2 separate regions of the Gossypium hirsutum genome follow, and region 1 is linked to region 2. The links are chromatin contacts, called in public Hi-C maps. All regions are on one chromosome and are shown on one strand. The core of a region is the stretch at or near the end of the contact, and the rest is flanking DNA. Distances in the headings are between cores, read along the strand shown. Region 1 holds the start of LOC107951419 (proton pump-interactor 1). Region 2 holds the start of LOC107951423 (kinesin-like protein KIN-7N).

Region 1 (4,689 bases), core at 707-3,206, 180 kb after region 2:
ATTTGAAGCTGAGCTATGAAAGGCCTTTGAGGGCATTAAGCTAACATGGGAGAAGGGTGTTAAGAAGGTTGTCCTTGAGATGGATTGCATAGAGGTAGTTAATTTCCTGATTAGTCAAACTCTAGATCAAAGTTTACTAGGGGAAAGAGTAAAGGAATATTTACAGCGAATAGAGGACTTTTGTGTGACTCATGTCTTGAGGCAAAAGAACTGGATGAGAGATGGTATGGGGAGTTTGGCTATGAGAATGACTGATGTATGTAAGGTTTCTGAGGAATCTTGTTGGGTAGTACATGACATTGTGATGGTTGAGATTCCAAGCTCAATATTTGTTGATAGGTTTTTGTTTTATTGTGATCTTTCCTTTTGATAATATATATATTTCCATGAGGTTTTTAAGCAGGATTCATATTGTCTCCAAGCAGGTTTGCTATTCATAGTAAGAGAAGCAATGATGAAGGCAAAGAAGGTTGATTTAATAGTTGGTATTTATGCGGTTAACACTAAGGGTACGTTTGGTTCACTGTAATGGAATAGAGCTGTAATTGAATAGAGCTGTAATGGAATAGAACTGTAATAAGTAATTCAATTGTTTGGTTGGATGGAATGGAATAGAACTGTAATAGAATTCTTGTGTTTGGTTGGAATGGAATGACGTTGTAATAGAATAAGAAAAAAAACTAAAATGACCAGAATACCCTTAGTTGAATTTTTTTAAGTAAATGATTATTATTATTATTATTAAATTTTAATAAGATTATTATTAAAAATAATTTAATAAAAATAATAAATAATTTAATCATATTTTACTATAATTATTACTAAATATAATTTAATAAAATTCTTAATATAATTATTATTATATGAATTAAAAAATCATAATATAATTTATGAGTTAAGTAATAATTTTAATCGATACTTTGCTTTCCTTTGAGATGCATCTTTCTTTGTATAATAATGTATCATACTTGTTGAGTAATTGCTACTTTCTAGGAAAATAGTAGACCAGAACAATAAACCCATTGAACACCTGGCATTCTATCTATTGGAATCATATTAATTTAGGATTAATCTCAAATATTGAAATGCATGAAGGATTCTCATGACATTCTCAAATTGATGGACGTCAAAATTTTTAAAATACAACCAATTAAACCAGAATTGCTTAGTTTTGGCCTCAGTAAGCATTGCAACTGAACAACCAGCAACATTATGACATTTTTAGTCCATCCTCAATGGATGCAAAGAACTTTTGCAGCTATGGACCTAGCTATTAGCATGTTGTTCAACCAAAACTCTCAGTTCCATTCAAGTTAACTTCTTCAGACAGGATAATAGTAACCTAATGCTAGAAGTATCAGCACCACTAGTGCAGCAGGTGCGGCCCATGTCCAGTAGTTGGTTGACTTCTTACATCTCAGGATGGCTCTTGAAAGCACCTCAGGTCCTTTAGTTCGATTTTTGTACCAAATAGCATTCCCCTTTTGTGCTTTATCCTTCACTGAAATAGGAGCAGGAACAGGTGCTTCAGCACTAGCATCAACCTTCTCTGATTCTGAAGCTTCAGCCATGGGTTCAGTTGGTTCCTCGGGATTTATAGTATTCGTAGATGCTGCTGCTTTCTTCTTTGCTTTCTTCTCACGCTCCTGAAAGGAAAAAAACATCAAAAGAATTCAGTTTTAACCCGCACCACTTATAAAGAAGCAAAACAAGAGAAGAAGTAAATAATTTCCTTGAGCTTCTTTTCAGCTTCCTTTTGAGCTCTTATAGCTTCTTTGGTAGCTTCTTTGGTAGCTGCTTTTTCAGCCTGCTTCTTCTTCCTTTCTAAAGCTTGCTTTGCTTTTGCAATTTCCTCTTCTCTCTTCATTTCTTTCTGTTTTGCAGCATCAACTTCCTTGTTTGAAGATCCAGAGATCTTGTCTGCTACAACATTCTCTGGAGAGGATTTTGACTCCATTGCTTTGGTCTCAGCATCTTTCTAGCCCTTTTTGGTGTTTAGTACCTGGTTGGGGAGAGGATTTGGCTTCTTCCTTTGGTTGTTTCGCACCAGGTTTTGGAAGTGCTTCAGTTCCCGTATGTACTGTTATCTCTGGTAGAACTAATGGCTTCTCATCAGGATTCCTTATCCGACCATCCCTGCTTAATAGTCGAGTGTCCAGGGATTTCAGAATTCTTATAGGCAGCATAGGCCAAAATGTTGCCTTCAATTCTTTATAGATATTAGCCGAGGATTCAAAACGCAAGAACCCCAAAACTACATAATATATACTGTTCTAGATTGCAGCCCAAACTGTTTGATCAAAGATAACTTTTGCTGGAACCACCCACCAGTCATCGAAAGGAAACAGAGCCTGGAACTCAAAGTGTTTCATTGCTCCATGGAAAAAAAAACGACTCAAAGCAGCAAAACATATAAACTATGAACCACAAGTATTACCTCACAAAACTGGTAATAATAATGAGAAAGGGATCTATGAAGAGTAAATCCAACAAGGCCCGATCTGAAGGCTTTCCTTCATAACACTACACACAGGCTATACAATATGAGCTGAATGCAATATATGTTTACGTTTAAAGGATTAATAGAGAGGGTGGAGAAGAGAGAGAAACTACTTGTGCAATCTAATTTCCTATTGAATAGACTATCCCACTTATTGCCATTTTGGCTATCACTAGTTTGGCTTTAAGAGCTTGTTCGTATGCAATCCAATTATGTTCTGGAACATATTGGAGTACCTCATAAAGTGTCCATCCCTGTTAATCATTCATAAGAATCAAATAAATACTGAGATAGGAAAAAAATAATATTGTAGCATTTAGATTTCACTTCATTTTATTTTGAGGACTCCAGCTTTCACTTGGTTTTTGAAAGCTAATCTGCATAAACCTCAAATTTCCAGGAAAGCACAAATCATAAATAAAGACCCCCTTTTTCTTTTACAAGCAATGTTTCAGATTTCATGGTTAGTTTAGAAAGTTATAAACACCTCAACAATTTTCAAGATTAAAATCATAAAATGACGAATGAAAGAGATTAACCAACTCTAGCACAGAGAGAAGTGAAACCAAGGAAAACTACTACCAAGCAAAAATACCCTTCTCAAAACAAGAGTATACCAAAAGAAAGCTCTTTTGAAACGAATCATTATTCAACTCTAAGTAAAACAGGAAATAGAATTAAAATGCAAAAAAAAAATTGAAAAACCTAGGAGATAACTTGCATGCCAATAATCATGATCAATTGTAAGCAACTTGGATACAACAAACGTGTCAAATCCAAGAACGATAGAGGCATTGATTGCTCTACTACTCAACTTCTCGACATCATCATGGCTATCACCATCATCATCGTGACCACCTCCAACCTCTGAAGAAGAAGCCTTCAAAGTTTTGGAGCCATTTGGGAACAAAAGTTTCTTAGGTTTATGGGAATGACTGTTCTTCTTTGAAGCCAATTCTTTGTCCTCTGTGACTGATTGAATGACCTAATCTGCACTTCTTGGTAACTTTCTTTGGAGCCCAGAAATTAATAAGCAAACAAAACTCTGCGGAAGAGAAATTGGAAAAGAAAAGTACCAAGAAGCGCTCGTGCCAAGTCAATTTGCTACCCTGTAGTTGAAACTGCAGAAAGGAGATAGATGATGAAACAATGAAAGAAGATGATGTGAAGGAAGAAGAAGCAAAAATGTTTACCTGACCTTGGATGAAGGGGAGGAATGCCGGAGTCGAAGGGTATGTGAAATGGCTGCTGATTGAGAGTGTTTTTGACGTGAAATTTTGGTAAGGGTAGAATAGGTTTCTTCAAGCAACGAATCGGTAAACGGTGAAGAAGGCACGGAATAGAAATCCCCAAGAATCTCTGTTTAAGCCCGGAATGGAATCCACCCGTAATAGGGTATTACGTTGAACCAAACGCCAGTTTAAGTGGGCCTGAAAAATAGGTTAGTAATAAGCATGTAATGGTTTAGCTATTACCTTCAACCAAACATGCTGTTAAGCTTTATGCAGGAGTGTTGATTAGCATCTTCAACCAATGGCGGAGGATATAAAAGTTTTGAACAACGCGCAACCACTGTGCCTCTCTACTACTCATTATCAACGTCTAAACATAAGATACGGTTTACTCTTAATCAAACTGCCTAAAACTTGTATTCTACTAAAATTAACATTCACAACGGAAATAGAAAGAATAAAACAGTATTCGCTATAGTTTACATATAAGTAGTAAATGAAATGTAATGGGATTAAAAATAACATATTGGATAAATTATTCAACATAATTTTAGAGGAAAAAGCAAAATTAAGTAAATATGCATAAGATAATAAGAAATATAATATAATTAACTGTTAGAAATGTGGTCATTCTTTTGCATCTTCAATTCCAAGTCAAATATATTTTATGGAATTTTTTAAGGTAAAAACAGTGAATTCATAAATAGTAAATTTCAAATTTAGATTTGGTTGACTCGAAAATTGGAACAGATTGATTGGGCGGTTGAACAAATTGAATCAATATTTTTATTTTTATGATTAATTTAATAGAACAATTGTATCAGTCAAATAGATCGAATCTATTGGGCTAACAAACCGGTGGCCTAATTATGGAATTATTATTTAAAAGTCAAGGGTTTATAAATTAAAATTGTGGAAATTATGGTATAAATGAATTCTTTTTAAATATTTATATTG
Region 2 (5,235 bases), core at 763-3,262:
TTCTATTAATAATATAGATTTTATGATTTATATACAAGCTAGCGTTGGAAATCCATATATTCTGTGATAATGTGGTGCAATATAAGAAAATGACCAACCTCATTCACTTGAGCACAATTAGTAACTCGTTTAGCTCTGCTAGCAAAAAGGAGAGTTCCCTTCGTCTCCTCAATATGAATCTATAATAAAATTAAACCAGAATGCTCAGTTGAGAGTCATTTTCATCTCCCCTTCTCAGAAAGATAAGAAAACCAAAAACAAGCCACTGAATAACCACATACAGTCAAAGTAAGCGCACCTCTTCAGGAGCTACAGTACATATAATTGAAGTTTTCGCATTCCCTCCTAGAGCAGGCTGGAGTATGCGGGTTAATTTACTATCACGATAAGGAATATGTGCCCTTTACATGTCAATAATTCATATAATTAGAACATAGTTATTCTATACAAATAAGTTACTTCTCGCAGGATAAGCAAAACAAGTACCTTTGTTTTGCACTATCACTAAGTTTGTTAATTACATTACCAAGAACCATTAAGCTCTTGTTAATATACTTTCCTTCCTTCAAACGTACTCCACCAGTTCCAGTCTTAGCAATCCGCTCAGAACCAGCCAAATCAACCAAATTCTGCTTTCAAATAAAGGAATTAAAATAACATTCATAAAACTAATGGGACAAGGTATAAACTAGATAAAAGGGGGGAAAGTCTATAGTAATATAAGGTACATACCAAAACTGAGACGCGTATGGCATCACTGCTTGAATAATCACCAAAAGAGCCTGTATCCTTTCCCTTGCTTTCTATCACCTAGTAATGTAACATAAATACAACGAATATTAAGAGTAAAGTAGTAATGTTTATGTTCAACAATATGTTAAAAGAACATACCACTCTGAATATTGTATGAGACCTACTACTTCGTGCATTCATATTTGTCTCACCAAAATGCCTATTAACTGTAAGGAAAATGATTTAAACAAATTATTAAAAATAAACAACTACCCAGTTAAACCAATGGCAAAAAAAAGAAGTTTAAAGGACCTTCTCCAGACTCCAGGAGCTTCATCACTTGTTCAGCATTGTTCACAATTTCCTCCCTAAGACCCGCAACGAAAATCCCACGCTAAAACAAACAAGAAAAAATCTGTTAGTTTTGAGCATTATGGTACACATTTGATACGGCATCAAAGTTTAATCAATGGCTGACCTCTAAATTCTCATGAATCTGCAATTTCTGATTCTCTACAGCGAAAAGGTCGTTAATTTCTTCATTGTAAATTTCCATGTAGGAAACTCGGATGAGAAACTCTCGATCAGAGATCTGGGAATTGAATTCAACAACAAGAAAATCAAAGCCAAAGCTTCTAAAATATGTCGTTAACTGCTTCGGGAAAGAACCAAATTTCGTTAAATTACAATATTTATTTTCTGAAATATATCGTTAACTGCTCGATGAATAATTCCGGGATCGTTAGATGAACCGTTCATAGTGAAGGTCTTGCCGCTGCTTGTTTGCCCATATGCAAAAGAAGTTCCTAAAACATAAATAAAATTGTAAATCATATACAAATTAATCAATTTTTATACCAGATCATCAAAATTAGGGCTAAAAAAGGGGATAAAATTTAAACCGTTAAAGCCGTCCACAGCAGCATGAATAATATCCTTAGTAAGAAGCTCGTAAATATCTGAATTCGAGCAATTCTCATCGAAGACATGATCTAGAAACACAAAAAAAAATTCAAGGAATGAGAATTGGAATTGGAAAGGTAAAAAGGATTTGGGAAATGAAAATTTACCGAAAGCGTAAGAAACGCAGGAAATTGGGCTGCCGTGGAGCTTGTGAAGAGAGATTTGATTATCATCGACTCTCCAGAAAGTTGAAGAAGAATTTTCATGGCAAATTGGAGGTCTTACTCTCACTGCTACGCAGATCTTCTCCATTTTCTTTTTAAACGTTGAGTTGCAGAGCGAGAGCTAAGGCGGGATCTTTATGCATTGTGAAAACGGGGGAATTTGTATTTGAATGTTTTGGATTGACGGAAATGCCCATAAAATGGAGGATTGGATGGGTATTCGGACCCTAAAGAACATGTCTACTGGCCCAGTTTCTTTGGGTAAGAGAATAGCCCACATGCCTCAGTTGGATGATTGTATCAACATTACGAGAAGCCCATGTAATTTCCAAGGGCCAGCTTAGATCCTTTCCACTTTTGTAGTTCTTAATTGTATAGAATTCAAACAATGGTATACAACATAATTGTAGTAGAAAGTTCCACCGATAAAAGACTGCAATTATATTGTTTTATGTATATATTCAGAAAAAAGTTAAAAAAATTTACTTTAGCAAAATTAAATATTTATCTTTTGAGAGGCAAGTATAAGAAGAATAATAAAAATGGATAATGATAAATTCTCTCGATACTTCTACTTTCAAAAACAAAGTTAACTCTAACTAGAGTTGACACGTGGATAAATTTTATATTGCCACATGGAATTTTTTTTTTGGAAAAATGGTTAATCAATCAAGTCTAAGGACTTGAAAAAAATTATATCAAAGAATTTATGAAAAATGCCAAAATTAGCATATCTATTTTTAACCAAAAAAAAACCAGATGAAAAATATTTTATTAAAGAAATTAAATTAAATTAACGATGAAAAAAAAATCAGACAATTTACAAGAAAAAGCCATTTTTTTAATATTTATGGAAATGGGCCAACTTTTTGATTATTTACTGGAAAGTACCGAATTCCTCGAAAGTGCGTCCACGTCAGCACGATGTCAGGTGACATGTTAGAAAAGCGCGTCTCTAGGGGAGAGTTTTGCTCCTTTTTTTAGGGTTAGGATTTTTTTTGCATTTAGGGTTAGGATTTAAGGTTATTGTTTTAGTGTTTAGGGTTTAGAGTTTAGGGTTTAGAATTTAAGATTTAGAATTTTTTTAAAAAAAAATCAAAAAATTAGGGTTTTGGGTTTTGGGTTGCTTAATTACATTAATTATTAGTTTAAAAAATAAATTAGATTAAGGTTTAGGGTTAATTAATTAAATTATGGATTAGTTTTTTAAAATAATTTTGTGTTTAGGGTTATGGAAAAAATATATTAGCAATAAAAAAAATTTCTACAGTAATTTTTGAAAAAATAAATTAGAGAAGACGTATCTGAAAAAATAAATTAGAGAAGGCGTATCTAAAAAAATAATTTTGCGAAGTTGTTTCTGAACAAAAAGTGTTAAAAATGCTTCAAGCAGGATGCACTGTCAGCAAAAGTACTGAAAAAAGCTCCCACGTGGACGCTTGTTTTCTACAGTAATTTCTGAAAAAATATTTTTGAGAAGATGATTCTGAACAAATAGTGTCAAAAATGCTTCAAGAAGGATGCACTGTTAGCAAAAGTACTGAAAAAAGATCCCACGTTGACGCTTTTTTTCTACAGTAGTTTTTGAAAAAATAATTTTGAGAAGATGTTTCTGAACAAATAGTGTCAAAAACGCTTCAAGCAGGATGCACTGTCAGCAAAAGTACTAAAAAAAGCTCCCACGTGGACGTTCTTTTTCTACAGTAGTTTCTGATAAAATAATTTTGAGAAGATGTTTCTGAACAAATAGTGTCAAAAACGCTTCAAGCAGGATGCACTGTCAGCAAAAGTACTGAAAAAAGCTCCCACATGGACGCTCTTTTTCTACAGTAGTTCCTATTTGGCCTGAGGTTATAAATAAGCCAAATTTTATTCTCAGGTTGCATAAGTTACAGCAAGAAAAATTAGAGACGTTAAGCAAAATAGAAATTGAAGATGAGTGAACGTATTAGTGTTGTTATTTACTATGATGGAGAGGTTCGTCACACCGGGAATGGCGTTTTTTATCAGAGAATAAAATGTGACTGGTTTTTAACCAGGACATAGATTTGACAAAATTTCGTAAAAGAATTAGGTGTAAAATTTTCGGAATGACGCCAATGAAAGTTTTGTCTATTAGGTATCGATTTTGTGCTTCTGTTGATCCTGTGACATATGATTTGTTCGACATCAAAGGTGCTCGTAGCTTGGAGGCAATGGTGCAGACTCATCTTGCTAGTGGATCACCCTATATTAAGTTATATATACAATTTTCATCGCCAAATGATGCATTTGCGACTTCAACATCTATTGCTGTTCGAGAGGAATACACGACCCCTGCTCGACACTCCGTTAGTGAGTTGCAAAACACGGAAGCTCCCGTGTTTGGTAGCAGTATGTAATACACAACCCCTACACGACACTCCGTCAGTGGATGGGACATGCACCTCGGTGGGTCAATGTTTGATACTGGAAATATGTACTGGGGAATGACATCAACTTCTAATGGTTGGCAATCTACATCTAATTGGGACGTTATGAAATGCCCAGAAAAAAGGGATGACATATTCCCTACGAGATCCACCGGTGAGGGGACCTCGTACATTGCAGATGATGGTGGGTTAGATAATGACTCTGATGTAGATCCACCTCGAGAGCCAGCCCTGATGGTGCAGAAGTTGCATTATTTTCTGAACCGGAGCCTATTCTAACTAAACCTGAAGATGTTGAAGAAGGTTCAGATGAAGAAAAAGATCCACGATTCAAGGCATACTCGTCTCCAACCCACATGGATAATGTCGATCTATCTGCAGATGATGTATTAGAGTTTCCAAATCTACCACATAGAACATGTAATCATACAAGTTCGTTATTAGATTCGGGTGAATTGGAAGTTGGTAATGAGTTTTCTAATAATGATAGTTTTCTTGGTGTATTGAAACAACATAGCATCATGAACGGGGTTAACTACCACGTAGTTAAATCCAAATCTGATAAGTTTGAAGCAAAGTGTGCAGTGCAAGACGATACATGTTCATGGAAAATCTACGCCTCGTTGAAGAAAAGGATAGGGTTGTGGAAGATAAAAACGTACATAGGTCCATATACATGTGTTGGAGGTACAATATTTAGGGTTTTTGAATAATACTGTTATTATGTAATGTTGCATTATTTGACGTACTTCATTGACAAGTGTTTTACAAGATCATCCCAAGATGGATTCAGATATGTTAGCTAGCTTAATACTACCGATGGTGAAGGTAGATCCCAGAACTTCAGTGCCGGTCTTAATTACCAATATTCGTAGCCAAATAAGGTACACGCCCTCTTACCACAAGCCTTAGATAGCTAAGCAGAAGGCGTTGGAAAAGATGCATAGTGGGTAGGACGCTTCATA

What was found. A called contact is a pair of places that touch in the nucleus more often than the background predicts.
Region 1: a contact with region 2 is called in a Hi-C map of leaf, with 2.6 times the contacts expected there. The contact joins the promoter of LOC107951419 here to the promoter of LOC107951423 in region 2. A contact is called at or near these places in 11 of 34 Hi-C or Micro-C datasets (anther, callus, fibers and 3 more).

Annotation. Positions count from the first base shown.
Region 1 is chrA02:20,518,146-20,522,834 of Gossypium_hirsutum_v2.1, forward strand. LOC107951419 (proton pump-interactor 1) reads right to left here and starts at 1,957. Exons shown (of 2, transcript XM_041083508.1): 1 at 1,751-1,957; 2 at 1,323-1,646. The coding sequence starts at 1,957. The coding sequence ends at 1,323. It also overlaps the pseudogene LOC107952273.
Region 2 is chrA02:20,335,891-20,341,125 of Gossypium_hirsutum_v2.1, forward strand. LOC107951423 (kinesin-like protein KIN-7N) reads right to left here and starts at 2,013. Exons shown (of 17, transcript XM_016886473.2): 1 at 1,803-2,013; 2 at 1,635-1,724; 3 at 1,420-1,538; 4 at 1,211-1,324; 5 at 1,045-1,126; 6 at 892-959; 7 at 733-810; 8 at 487-629; 9 at 299-401; 10 at 99-179. The coding sequence starts at 1,947.